Regions from separate parts of the Lactuca sativa genome. Here region 1 is linked to region 2. A link is a contact called in public Hi-C data. All regions are on one chromosome and are shown on one strand. Each heading gives the region's core, a stretch centred on a gene start, on an enhancer-like site or on the middle of the called end of the contact. The rest is flanking DNA. Distances are from core to core; before and after follow the strand shown. Region 1 holds the start of LOC111913472 (CLP protease regulatory subunit CLPX3, mitochondrial). Region 2 holds the start of LOC111913468 (monooxygenase 1).

Evidence for each region. Hi-C and Micro-C count contacts between places; a contact is called where the count stands out from the background.
Region 1: a contact with region 2 is called in a Hi-C map of leaf, with 6 times the contacts expected there. The contact joins the promoter of LOC111913472 here to the promoter of LOC111913468 in region 2. A contact is called at or near these places in 2 of 4 Hi-C or Micro-C datasets (both in leaf).

The regions. Positions count from the first base shown.
Region 1 is chr1:31,218,849-31,224,544 of Lsat_Salinas_v11, forward strand. LOC111913472 (CLP protease regulatory subunit CLPX3, mitochondrial) reads right to left here and starts at 3,215. Exons shown (of 16, transcript XM_023909171.3): 1 at 2,150-3,215; 2 at 1,992-2,094; 3 at 1,820-1,881; 4 at 1,638-1,714; 5 at 1,460-1,539; 6 at 914-964; 7 at 163-237; 8 at 1-68. The coding sequence starts at 2,868. It overlaps LOC111913474, which reads right to left. Exons shown (of 6, transcript XM_023909174.3): 2 at 5,652-5,696; 3 at 5,327-5,457; 4 at 5,157-5,227; 5 at 4,871-4,952; 6 at 4,379-4,574. The coding sequence ends at 4,554.
Region 2 is chr1:30,983,884-30,989,751 of Lsat_Salinas_v11, forward strand. It overlaps LOC111913468 (monooxygenase 1), which reads right to left and starts at 2,411. Exons shown (of 5, transcript XM_023909168.3): 1 at 2,121-2,411; 2 at 136-183; 3 at 1-32. The coding sequence starts at 2,368. It overlaps LOC111913469 (monooxygenase 1), which reads right to left. Exons shown (of 5, transcript XM_023909169.3): 5 at 5,557-5,868. The coding sequence ends at 5,711.

The DNA of each region.
Region 1 (5,696 bases), core at 1,965-4,464, 240 kb after region 2:
AACATCTTGAGTAGAGCTTGCTGAACACCCTCCCCAGAAACATCTCTGCTAACATTCAAGCTCTCCGCCTGTAATATCATTAGAATCAAAATTTGCCAGAATTTAAAGCGTCCAATATGGAAAACTAATTCAAGATTTTTTTTTTTTTAATTTTAAAATGACCTTTTTGGTTATCTTATCCACTTCATCAATGTAAACCATCCCTTGTTGTGCTGCTTGAACATTAAACTCAGCAGCCTTCATACCAAACCAAAATTCAACATATTAAATAAACATGATAACCACTCAAATGGCTAAAAACATAAATTTAGGAACAGGTAACAACTTACAAACAGAAATTATATATAGGGCCAAATGCATTGTACTTTCATCGATTTGTTTACTATTATATATAGCATCCTACTTTCTATTTTTTTCTCGTTACAGCATTTAACTTGAAAAGCCTACCCAATTTGTAATACTTCTCCATAAGCTTACCAGTTGACTTTGAGGCTTTAAAGAGTAGACTACCTGTTTTGTGCATCTTTGTAATAAAAGGGTTTATTAGGGGCAATAAGGTCTTTTTCCACAGTTATGTCAGTGCATAGCTGTAATAACTAGCAGGTAGTATGTCATAGTTCATTTCAGTGAGTAAATTCACTTTTGGGAGAGCCTTGACATCTCGAATGTCAAGATATCATCTGTATTGCTTTGATTTTAGCACCAATCATTCAACCACAGTATACCACATATGTTACAACTTAAAGAAAGAAATATAATTACTATTCTCACTTTAACTTGTCAAACTAGTTGAAAGCATTGCATTTCAAAACCACATTAAAATTTAAACCCAAGCTAAAAAAAAAAACAGTACTTTTAGCTGAAAATTCATATTGGGAGGATATGCAATAGTAAACATAAATAAAAGCTATACCGTAAGTAGTTTATGTAATATAGATTCAACGTCTTCACCAACATAACCAGCCTGCATAACATAACAAATAGGGTTAAATAAATGCTAGAAATAGAAACACACTTTCATTGATTTGTTTAATAAGGCATCCTACTCTTATTTCTTCCTATTACAGCATTCTACTTTTAAAAATTTTACCTAATTATAGCAATCTCATCTAAATACAAAACAATTTTCACTGCAATAATTGGATAGGTTTTTCAAAGTATAGTGCCCTAATAAGAAAAAATTTGAAAACATGATGCTATATTTGGGTGCATTTTCAAAGATCTAAAGGAGTTTAGAAGGACCCCATTAATCAACAGGATCCCATTTAATTCAATGTTCTAATGTCGTGAACAAAAGTGCACCTTTCTTAATACGTTGTTCAGGTTATTACATCATAAATGAAGCAACACAAGTAGATTATGTGCTCATCTATAGTATTCAAAACAAAGCCACACGCTGACACGCATATCCATTTTCAACTCATCTCCATAAAAACACAAGATGTTATATCTGATTTACCTGTGTTAATGTTGTTGCATCTGCAATTACAAAAGGAACATTAACAAACCTAGCAAGGGTCTTTGCAAGTAGAGTTTTCCCTGTTTTAAAGAAGACAAATTTATATCATCAGCCAGCTGCAACAAACCAAAAAGAAACCAATGGAAACAAAAAAAACAAGACAGGCTTGTAGCCATACCCGAGCCAGTGGGGCCCATTAAAAGTACATTGCTTTTCTCTAAATCTACATTATCATCATCATCTTCCATCCTACCTCTTCCTTTTTCTACTCCTGACCTAGAATTCAACACATAATTTGATAATTTCCATTCAGCATATCTACTTCAATAAATGAAAAGTTTTATGCTTCAAATCACTAACCCTTTCTTCAAGGACGCATGATATATTCTTTTGTAATGGTTATATACAGCCACAGAAAGCACCTGAATATAAAATGAAAAACCAGTTTAAAAAATATAACAAAAACATTAAGCAATATAATGTCTTGCAGGAATGAAGTATTAGAAAGATGAAAAAGGATTAAAGTTGCAACCTTTTTGGCACGATGTTGACCGATGACAAACTTATCGAGTCCCTGGAAAATCTCCTTAGGCGTAGGCAGATTCTTCCCCAAATTCGACCCACCCCACCCACTACTCTTCTCTCCACCACCACGTTTACCGTTTTCACCACCACCAGGACCCCCTGCGCGAGTCACATTGATGCTTGGTGCAAAAGGAAGGCCTGGGGGGGGTATGCACTGCAAGTCCGGTGCTAGATGAGGGAGAAGGAGGAGGAGGATGAGGAAGATTTGTCCAATTCTCCGGCGGATCACCACCGTAAGACCGCAGAGTATCCCAAAACGAAGCCCTAAGCTTGTTTCCATAATCCTCTTCACCGTTAACGTGTTTCTTATCCTTCCCATTACCATTTCTAAACCTACCGATTTCGACAAACCTACCCTGAAGAGGAGACATTTGATACGGCTGGAACTGGTAAGTAGATTTACAGTTGGGGCACAAACTCACCGCTTGATGAGCCCCTTTCTCATCCGGAACGGAACTGGGTTCCGGCGGGTCACCCCATTCATCTCCAGGAGTGAAACCGATGGAAGGTGATGGAATGAGGTGGCGGTTATCGGAGAAAACGAGATCCATCTGCTTACAACAACGTGGGCAGTTAGCTTCTGCCTTAATCTTCCTTATCATCGTCGACGTCCTACTGTTATTATCGTCACCACCACCACCATGCTCCCATTTGTAACGAGCTTGCGCACCAATTAACGACCTCCGACGAATGTGCGGACAATCGACACCGGCGCTTATGTTCACAAAGCCACGTTTGGATGTTTGCGATGAAGAAACTCTCGCTGCTGCGGTTGTCGTAACTACAACATTTTGAAACTTCCTCCATCTCCATAACCCAGACATCGTACTCCAAATTTATAGTCCTTTTTCACGAATTTCTTCAACGGCATGCGATTGAGATGCAATGGATAAGAGAATGAATCAAGAAACAGTTTCAACAATTGGGATCTTTGTATAGTAGTACACCCAAGTGCTATATACCTTGAGAATCATGTATCTGATCCATAAATCTATCCAAATTAGGATTATATGTGTCTGTTGCATACATGAAATCCGGGAATTGTGGCAGAAAAAAGGGATTGCGTTGAGAAATTGAAGAAATTTTGACAAGCGAGGGGAGTATTTGTAGGTGGGAAGCAAAGATTGTGATGATTGGAACCAACGGGAATCGCTCTAAACTCCTGCTGCTTTCTTTTCGTTTTTCTTTTTCTGTTTTCGCTTTTAGTGCAGTACATAAACAGCCCCTACACTACACAGAAACTTGCAATTTGGTCTCATATTAAATTATTTTTTGTTTGACGATATTTTGTCACAATATACTTTCATTCTAAAATGGATTCATCAAACTGGGCAATTTAAGACAATAATAATAATAATAATAAATTCGTTTTATATATTATCATTCTATTAAATAAAGTCACGACAATTATCATGTAAACCATGAGTTAGTTCATTAAAAATAAAATGATTTTGAAAGTTGTAAATAAATGATTACACGTTAAGTCATTTTAAATAGAAAAATACTATCATAAATAAATTATAACAATAAATATATCACAAAAATAAGTATTAACACAATAATTCAAGTATCTTTGTCACGAACCTTTTGAGAGTTTTAAAAAAAAGGTTCATTTGGCAACAAGAACTTTAGTTTTTATTTAAAATAAAAAATTTCAAATTCAAAAGCTAATTAAGTAGCTTTTTGTAGGTTTTGGTTTTTAGTTTAAACTACTTGTCTTTCTGCTACCAGTTTAACATCTTTTCAGGAAGAATTCTAACAATTATATAATACCAACATTCATTAATTTTAAGACTGTTTTCAAGGATACACAGATGGGAAAAAAATTCCATTTTTGAATTGGTTGTTTTACGTCTTTTATCTTGGATTTCAAATAGATGTCAAAAGTTCATTGTTTCTTGGGTCGACTGATTGAAATAATTAATTTCTTTGGATATGTAAATTTCATGGACCAAGACTTTGCTGGTCTTTCTTTAATACAATCCACCCATTAGTTGTTAAAAAAATAATTTTAAGATGATGTCAAGTTGTCAACTGTGAAAGGATAACTATATATATAATCTAAACCTTTGGAATTGAGTTTTGTATGAACATGCTTCGTTTGCCATAATAAAATAGATGGGTTACCAATAATCAACTTCTTTATAATAATATTCGATATGTTGCTTGAAAAACAATATATTATCTAATCGAATAATAAATAAATAAATAAATCATGTATGAGTGTGCCCAAATATATGTATATGTATCTATGCATGCATATACACATGGTTTTTTTATAATCATTACATCATTTAATTAGTATGATATATTAAGTATAGGTGAGTACTAGAATTTGTGGTAATGGAGAATAATAAATATATAGGTAACCAAAACTAAAGACGTGCTTTCATGTTAAGAATTTACATTAAAATATGTTTTGTCAAAGAAACCCTTAGGATGCCTCAGTAGTCAAATACCTACCAACTATTCCCATGAATATTGCCGCATACAAGTTACAATCTGACTCCTATTTCAGAGGCTTCATACCCTGCATATTTATTTTATACCAAAAACTTAGGCTTAAATAAAATGTGGGAATATTATTTGATTTAAAGAAGAAAAAAAAGTGTTATGAGAAATTAAATATACTCCTACATTTCTTCCAAACCATATGAAATAATGACAAGTGTCTTAAAATATTATTAATTTTATCAAAATATGACACTTGTCACCATTTCACATGGGTAGGAAGACAAGTAGAGAGAAAAGGTAGGGAGATATCTAATTTCTCATTTATTAATTATTATGATTATGATATGATAATATGGTGGATTTTGATTATACCTTAGATGCCCGGAACTCATTAACCGCTTGTCTAAGAGAATCATCAGACAAAATCAGACGTGAAAGAGCTCCGGTGCTTAAGCTGCCAATCACCATCACAGGCCATTAGACCAAAATGAGTGTAAATTTGTAAAAAAACAAGGTCTCTTTTTCCTGACTTTCTCTATTAAGTCAAATACCCTTTACCCATACATAACTTAACAGATTAAGTCATGTCCCTATTAAGTCAAAAAAAGACGCATATATCCATAAGAATGTTGCAATATCCTAAAAAAATACGACATACCCCAATTTCTTTGCAGCATCAGCCACGGAACCATCAACTGCAAAAATAAGATCTAATAAAGCTTGCATTCCCTGAGAAGAATACAAGAAAATGTGTTACATAAGTCACAAACTTCTCCATACTTTCATAGTAAAAACTAAAAACTCATGAGAAAGTAGATCTGTATATACCAAAACGAACTTTGGGTTATTATGCCCAATTTGAGGCCCACAATCCGATCCTCTTATAGTTGACTTTGGTGGAAGAACTTGAAGAAGCTCAGGAGGAGGTGTGTATGTTTCAAGATCTATACTGTTCCTGACTAGTCCAAACCAACAAAGGAAATAATGAAATATACATCAATTAATAAGCAAGTAAAATATGTAACATTAAGCTGCTTTTGTTACATTTACAAGTTTATTAGGGAAATTTGGTGTTATTTATTCAGTATAATACTTGAAAGGAACATTTAAAAGCTTGAAGACTACAAGGTGAGACAATAAAGATAACATGTACCTTTAAGAGCTAGCAGACTCCGCAGTCGAGCTAGGGCAGATGCCC
Region 2 (5,868 bases), core at 1,161-3,660:
CCTTCCTCCTCAAGCAACGAGTTTCACCTTTTCTATTGTACATCAATAAACAAACGATAAAAAATTGCGTTGAGTGATGTTTTTTGAAGTTTTGAAAAATGAACAAAATGTTTTAATATATCTAGAGTAAATTACATTGAGGTTTTCTGTTGTTTCCACCCATCGAGCTCTACCATTCGTTCACTACACAGACCGGGGAGTACCGTTAATTCATGAAGATTAATTATCATATTGTGGTAATAATTCATCACCAACATCTTATTACTATTTTAGGTCAAAAATATCACGATTTAACAAAATTCTTAGGCATTCTTCGGAACACCTGATTTATAAATTAAAAGAAAAAAAAAATTATATAAGGGGATCTTGCATCCACGCATATCATTTTATCCTAGCTTACAATTCCTATTGGAGAACCAACAAAACAAAAGACACAATATAATCAAATAAATTATTTTTCCTGTATCTGTCAATGACTCATATCTAAGGGCAAACTTTGCACATTACTAAAAGAAGGAATCAACACATCGACCCAAGCAGCAAGCCGACTCCAAAGTTGCACCACCATCTCACACTGTATAAGAACAAGTGCAAGGACATAAAACCGAGTCCATGTCAATACCATGATCATCCACATTACATATAACATATTGTTGGTATCCAAGTTGATTGACTCTAACAACTCCATCAACAATTAATTAATCCCGCTGTTCATCTGTAGTGCCTCCATGTATATATGTCCCTCCTCTACGTAATCTTCCACACCCATAATCACTAACATGACACTATTGATCCTCCGCCACCGCAAACAACATTGGGAACTTAATTAAGACATAATTAACGCAACCTCACCCCACCATTTATCCACCAACAAATTAACGACTCAACTCTTCATTATATTTATACCCACCTTTCTACTAATCAACGTTTATTTTCAAATTAGCAAAAATATGTTACTGAGATTATTTATCCTCCAACTTCGTTTGATACCAAACCGAAGCTCAGTGCTTGTGAGAGCACAACATGTTCGGACCCTACATATTATCGTTGCTTGGGTGGGTACTACAATATTTGATATTTACTCATCTTGATCGACATTACATATGTTAGTACAACAGGTGTGCTTGTTCATGCTTGGCCCACAGGAAATACACATGCATGCTCTTAAACGGCTACTATGATATCTTAAAGGCATTCTTCATTATGGGTTATATTTATGTCTGTCATTCGTCTCTAATCTCTTGTCCTATACTGACGTGGACTGGGTAGGGTGTTTGTCTCTAGTGTCTCTTGTCCACTTCTTGGTAATGCATCTTTAATTTGTGGGGGATAATTTGGTTTCTTGGTTGGCCAAACGACATGTTGGTACGTAACACAATTTGCTTTTCGAGTTGCATTGTCTCATTCAGAAAACAATCTTTTAGTGCAATATATTTGTCATGTGTAACCGGATTCATCATCAATGTACCAAGGACTCGACCTTCACTTTGTCCATGAAAAAGTCTCTCGTGGTCAGGTTCATGTGTTCCATGTTCCTTTTCGATATTAAATTGTGGATGTTTTTACAAAAAGACTTCCATTAGTACCTTTTGAAGATTTCCATCGCAGTCTCAATGTCCGTTTACCTCCAGATTCGACTATGAGGGTGTGATATAATATATTGAGATATTTAGAATATATGTAAAAATATATTAGATTAGTTTGTATTTTGGAAGTTGTCATATTTGCTATTAATTATTTAGGGACTTCCTGTACCAAATTGTTTGTATATAATTTGTAATCTTATGGAATAAGGGATAAGGAGATTACCCTACTTCTAATATGTACTAAAATGGAGTTAAAAAATAAAGTCGGGCACAAAAGAGTTTACATCAAAATAATGTAAAATATGAGCTTTGGAGTGGCATTGAAAACGCCATAACGATATTTTTAAAGAATAAATAAATAAATAAATAAAAATAAAAAAATCTTTCAGGAACTCGATCCAAAAACGTTGACTTAACACAGGGCCACAGGGGCCTTTCCTTACTCTAAAATGTTTTAAATTTATGAAAATATTTGGAGATAAATTTCTTCGAATATTGCAAGACACAAATTAAGAGAGGAAAAGTATGAGGTACCTTTGAATAGGTATGGTAGTGCGACGGAGGGTATCAGCCAGGCCCAGATGATCCAGAGCTCGCCAACCATTTTGGTGGATTGTGATTGCTGCTCCGGTGATGTTCCTCAGAGATTCCGATGCCTCCATCACTACGCTTTTAATTCCCTTCTTCTGAAGAGACACAGCCGTCGCTAATCCACAAATCCCCGCCCCAATTATCACTACTTCATAATCATTATTATCATCCATCGCCAAGGCTTTCCCCATCTCTTTGACGTTTTCTAAATGTGAATCTCTTACCACTCTTTGACGTCCTAATTTACATACTCCTATATATTAGTCGGTGGGTCCATGTACCCACTGGTAATTGAATCTGTAGGTCCCATTAAACAAAGACGGCTATGCAAAATTGTCGCAGATTCGAAATTATAAATCAGCACTAAACCATAAATTTTTGCTGAAACGTTTACATCGTAGTTTCAAAAAAATAAATTTGTGAGAAAATTTTAGTATATAGTTAAACCAGTTTAACGTCATAATTTCATAATTAGCTTTTTAAACTGTGCAGAAAATACTCTGAAATTTGATAATTGTTATCAAAGTAAATCCAATGTTACCTTCTTAGCCCGTCCTAATGGTTAATTGGTTTGTGTTAGCAACCTAAGTGGGCCAAAACGAAGCCGTCTTACATCCTATTCTGATGCGGATTGAAATTGTGAAATCATTCAAAAATGGATAAAGAAATTCATCCCACATTTTCTTTCTATTTATTTTTTAATTCATTTGAATGGCTACAAATATTACAATTTAACTAGTATGTGATCCGGGCTTCGCCCAAATTGTTTTTTTTAAACAAAAATGGGACCAAAAGTGTCGAGTTCAACAAAATCTAGGAATTATTTATTTAAATTAAGCAATTCCCTCACAAAAATCTTTAATATATATATAAAAAACAAAAATGCGACCAAAGTATCAAGTTCAGCAAATAAAGGGGCCTATTAAGTAAATTAAGCCAATTCAGGGACCATTTATTTAGATTAAGCCAATTCCCTCACAAAAATCTTTAATATATATAAAATACAGAAAATGGGACCAATAATGTTAAGTTCAACAACATCTAGGGACCATTTTTTTAAATTAGACCAATTCCCACACAGAAATCACTATCCGTAAGCATGTTATGCTTTTCATTTGTATATTAATAATAAAATTAATAATATTCAATACACTTCACATTATTTTATATGGATAACACAAGTAAGAAAAAAATAGGAGGATATGTTTTTTTTGGTATTTGTTTGGAATTGAACTCAACACCTACTCCCAGTTAGAAACTCCTATACTCAAAGATAGACACTTTTTTAGCCAACCTTCAATTAAAATTTATTATTAAAAGAAAATATATTGAATTTGAACGACAAATCTACTTTTCTCCTTAATTATAACTATATTCTCGACGGGACTTGAATCCTTAACCTCAAGTAGCGTATGCGGCTAAAATTATGTTATTTTATAACGTATGTGAATTCGACTATTGACCAATTAAAAAAACTTTTTTATACATATAAATATATAAATGCATAAAATATATATTATGAAGTGTTTGATAGTTAGACTATATCATGTCATGATCTTTTTGTCGGCAGCATTCCGACGGCAGATATTGTTGACTGTAAATACCGTCTCTCAACCTATTTCTTTGCCCGTGACAATCTTCAACGGTACAGGTCTCTCTCTCTCTCTCTCTCTCTCTCTCTCTCTCTCTCTCTCTCTCTCTCTCTCTCTCTCTCTCTCTCTCTCTCTCTCAATTGTAGGCAATAAATGGCACCTCACCTTACTCGTAGTAAAAACATAACAAAAATATCAAATACTTATGTGGTAAAAATATCACTACATCCTTTAGCCTTATACATTTTAGCCCATGCGGTATGTATTATACAAATAAATTCGCTTTGAGTTAGTTAAAATACCACCCTACAAATACATCCAATATAGATTATACAAATAAAATATGTTTTATATATACAAATGCATAAAATACATGCTTATACACAAAAGGATATATCCCTTTAGGTCGCACCTTGGAACTTACTGATAGACAAGAAGTCATGATGAGTTTGTAAAATGGTACAAATGGAACATAAACAAGAAACAGGCTAGTGGTAATAATAGAACCTAAACTATGGGCAATATTTAGACAATTAAGGCTAAAGGGTGTGGCCGCGGTTTGGGGCCGCGGTTTGTGCCACCTCAGCCGCGCACACCGCCCCAGGCTGCGGTTCTCTGCGGTTTTGGCCGCAGTGCGGTAGTCCATGGCCGCACTCCTTTTTCTCTTTTCTCCTCTTTTACTTGCACTCTCTCTCTTCTCTCAACCAATTATCTTTTTTTTTCTTTTTTCTTTTCTCTCTCCTAACCTTTTTCCCACTCCCTCATTGCGGTTTCTAGTTGATGAAATAAGAAAAAATCTGAGTTGGCGTCTACGTGGCATAAGAGGGAGTGCGGTTTCGGTAGCACCACTCCCTCCAGCCTAAGGAGAAAATATCGCCATCAATAGCAACTTAGAACATGAAATCTGAAAAAGCACCAAAATCAAAGTAATGAGGGCACACCAAAATCACATGGCACCATAGCAGTGAGGGCACACCACATTAAAACTTGCTGCATCTTTATTTTCATTTCGAGCTCAAAGTCCCAAGAATAACAATGAACTTCCATGACTATGATCAATCTCAACTTCATTCTACATCAATGTCCACCAGAAACGATGTATTAATGGTGATAGATCCCACCAATTAGACGATATGCCATCATTAAACTTCCATAGTACCCGAGGGGTAAAATCGTCCAAAAATTGCACTGGCGAATTGTCAGGTAATTTGAAACTTCCAACGACTTCAGATTGAACTTCAACAAGGTACCGGTCCATGATAGCGAAAATCTCTCAAGATCAACCATTTTTAAAACAGGGGTAAAATCGTCTATAATTTGCTTAACAGGTAAATCGGCCCAATGGGAGCTACCAGCAGTAACAGATTGTGTTGACCTTCGGTTTCACTATGTCAAACAACCAACTCACCACCTAAATCTCTCAAGATCACATTGAAATTCCTCTATCACAGTAAGTAAGTCGTCGTGAAGAACTCCTAATATCATAGCAAGTGCTTCATTTGAAGAATCATCAAGGGAACACATGCAGCAATTTCGGGAAAAATTATCCTTGGGCATGGCTATAATGCCACCCTTTTGATTGCTTGATCAGTGAGATAAATGGAGGCACAAGCGCCTTTGGCAACCATGAAGTTCACATGTAGAGGTGCAAAACAGACCAAAACACACACACACACACACACACACACCAAGTTACATATACTCAAATATACATAGTTGGATGTTGGATCATTAATTTTCTTGGAAACCATGGTTTTCAGCTTCAATTGAAGATTTTACTAACCATATTGAATTAGTAAATTACCAATACTTTGATCATTACGATTGATTCTTTATTTGATTACACAACTTATCTGGTTCATATCTTTGCCCTAATCCTATAAGTAAACCTGTTTAATCAAAATCACAAGTAACATCCGAGTCTAAAGATCTCTAAACACATCAAAGACCACCACAATCATAATCAACATGGCCACTCGAGTTGCGAAAGATAAGAGACAATAACACAACATACATAAACTGCTTTAGACGCGAAGAAGCTCCCAATAGCATACCCGTGAAATAAGTCTGCAACGATAATCGAACCACCCTCATTCTTC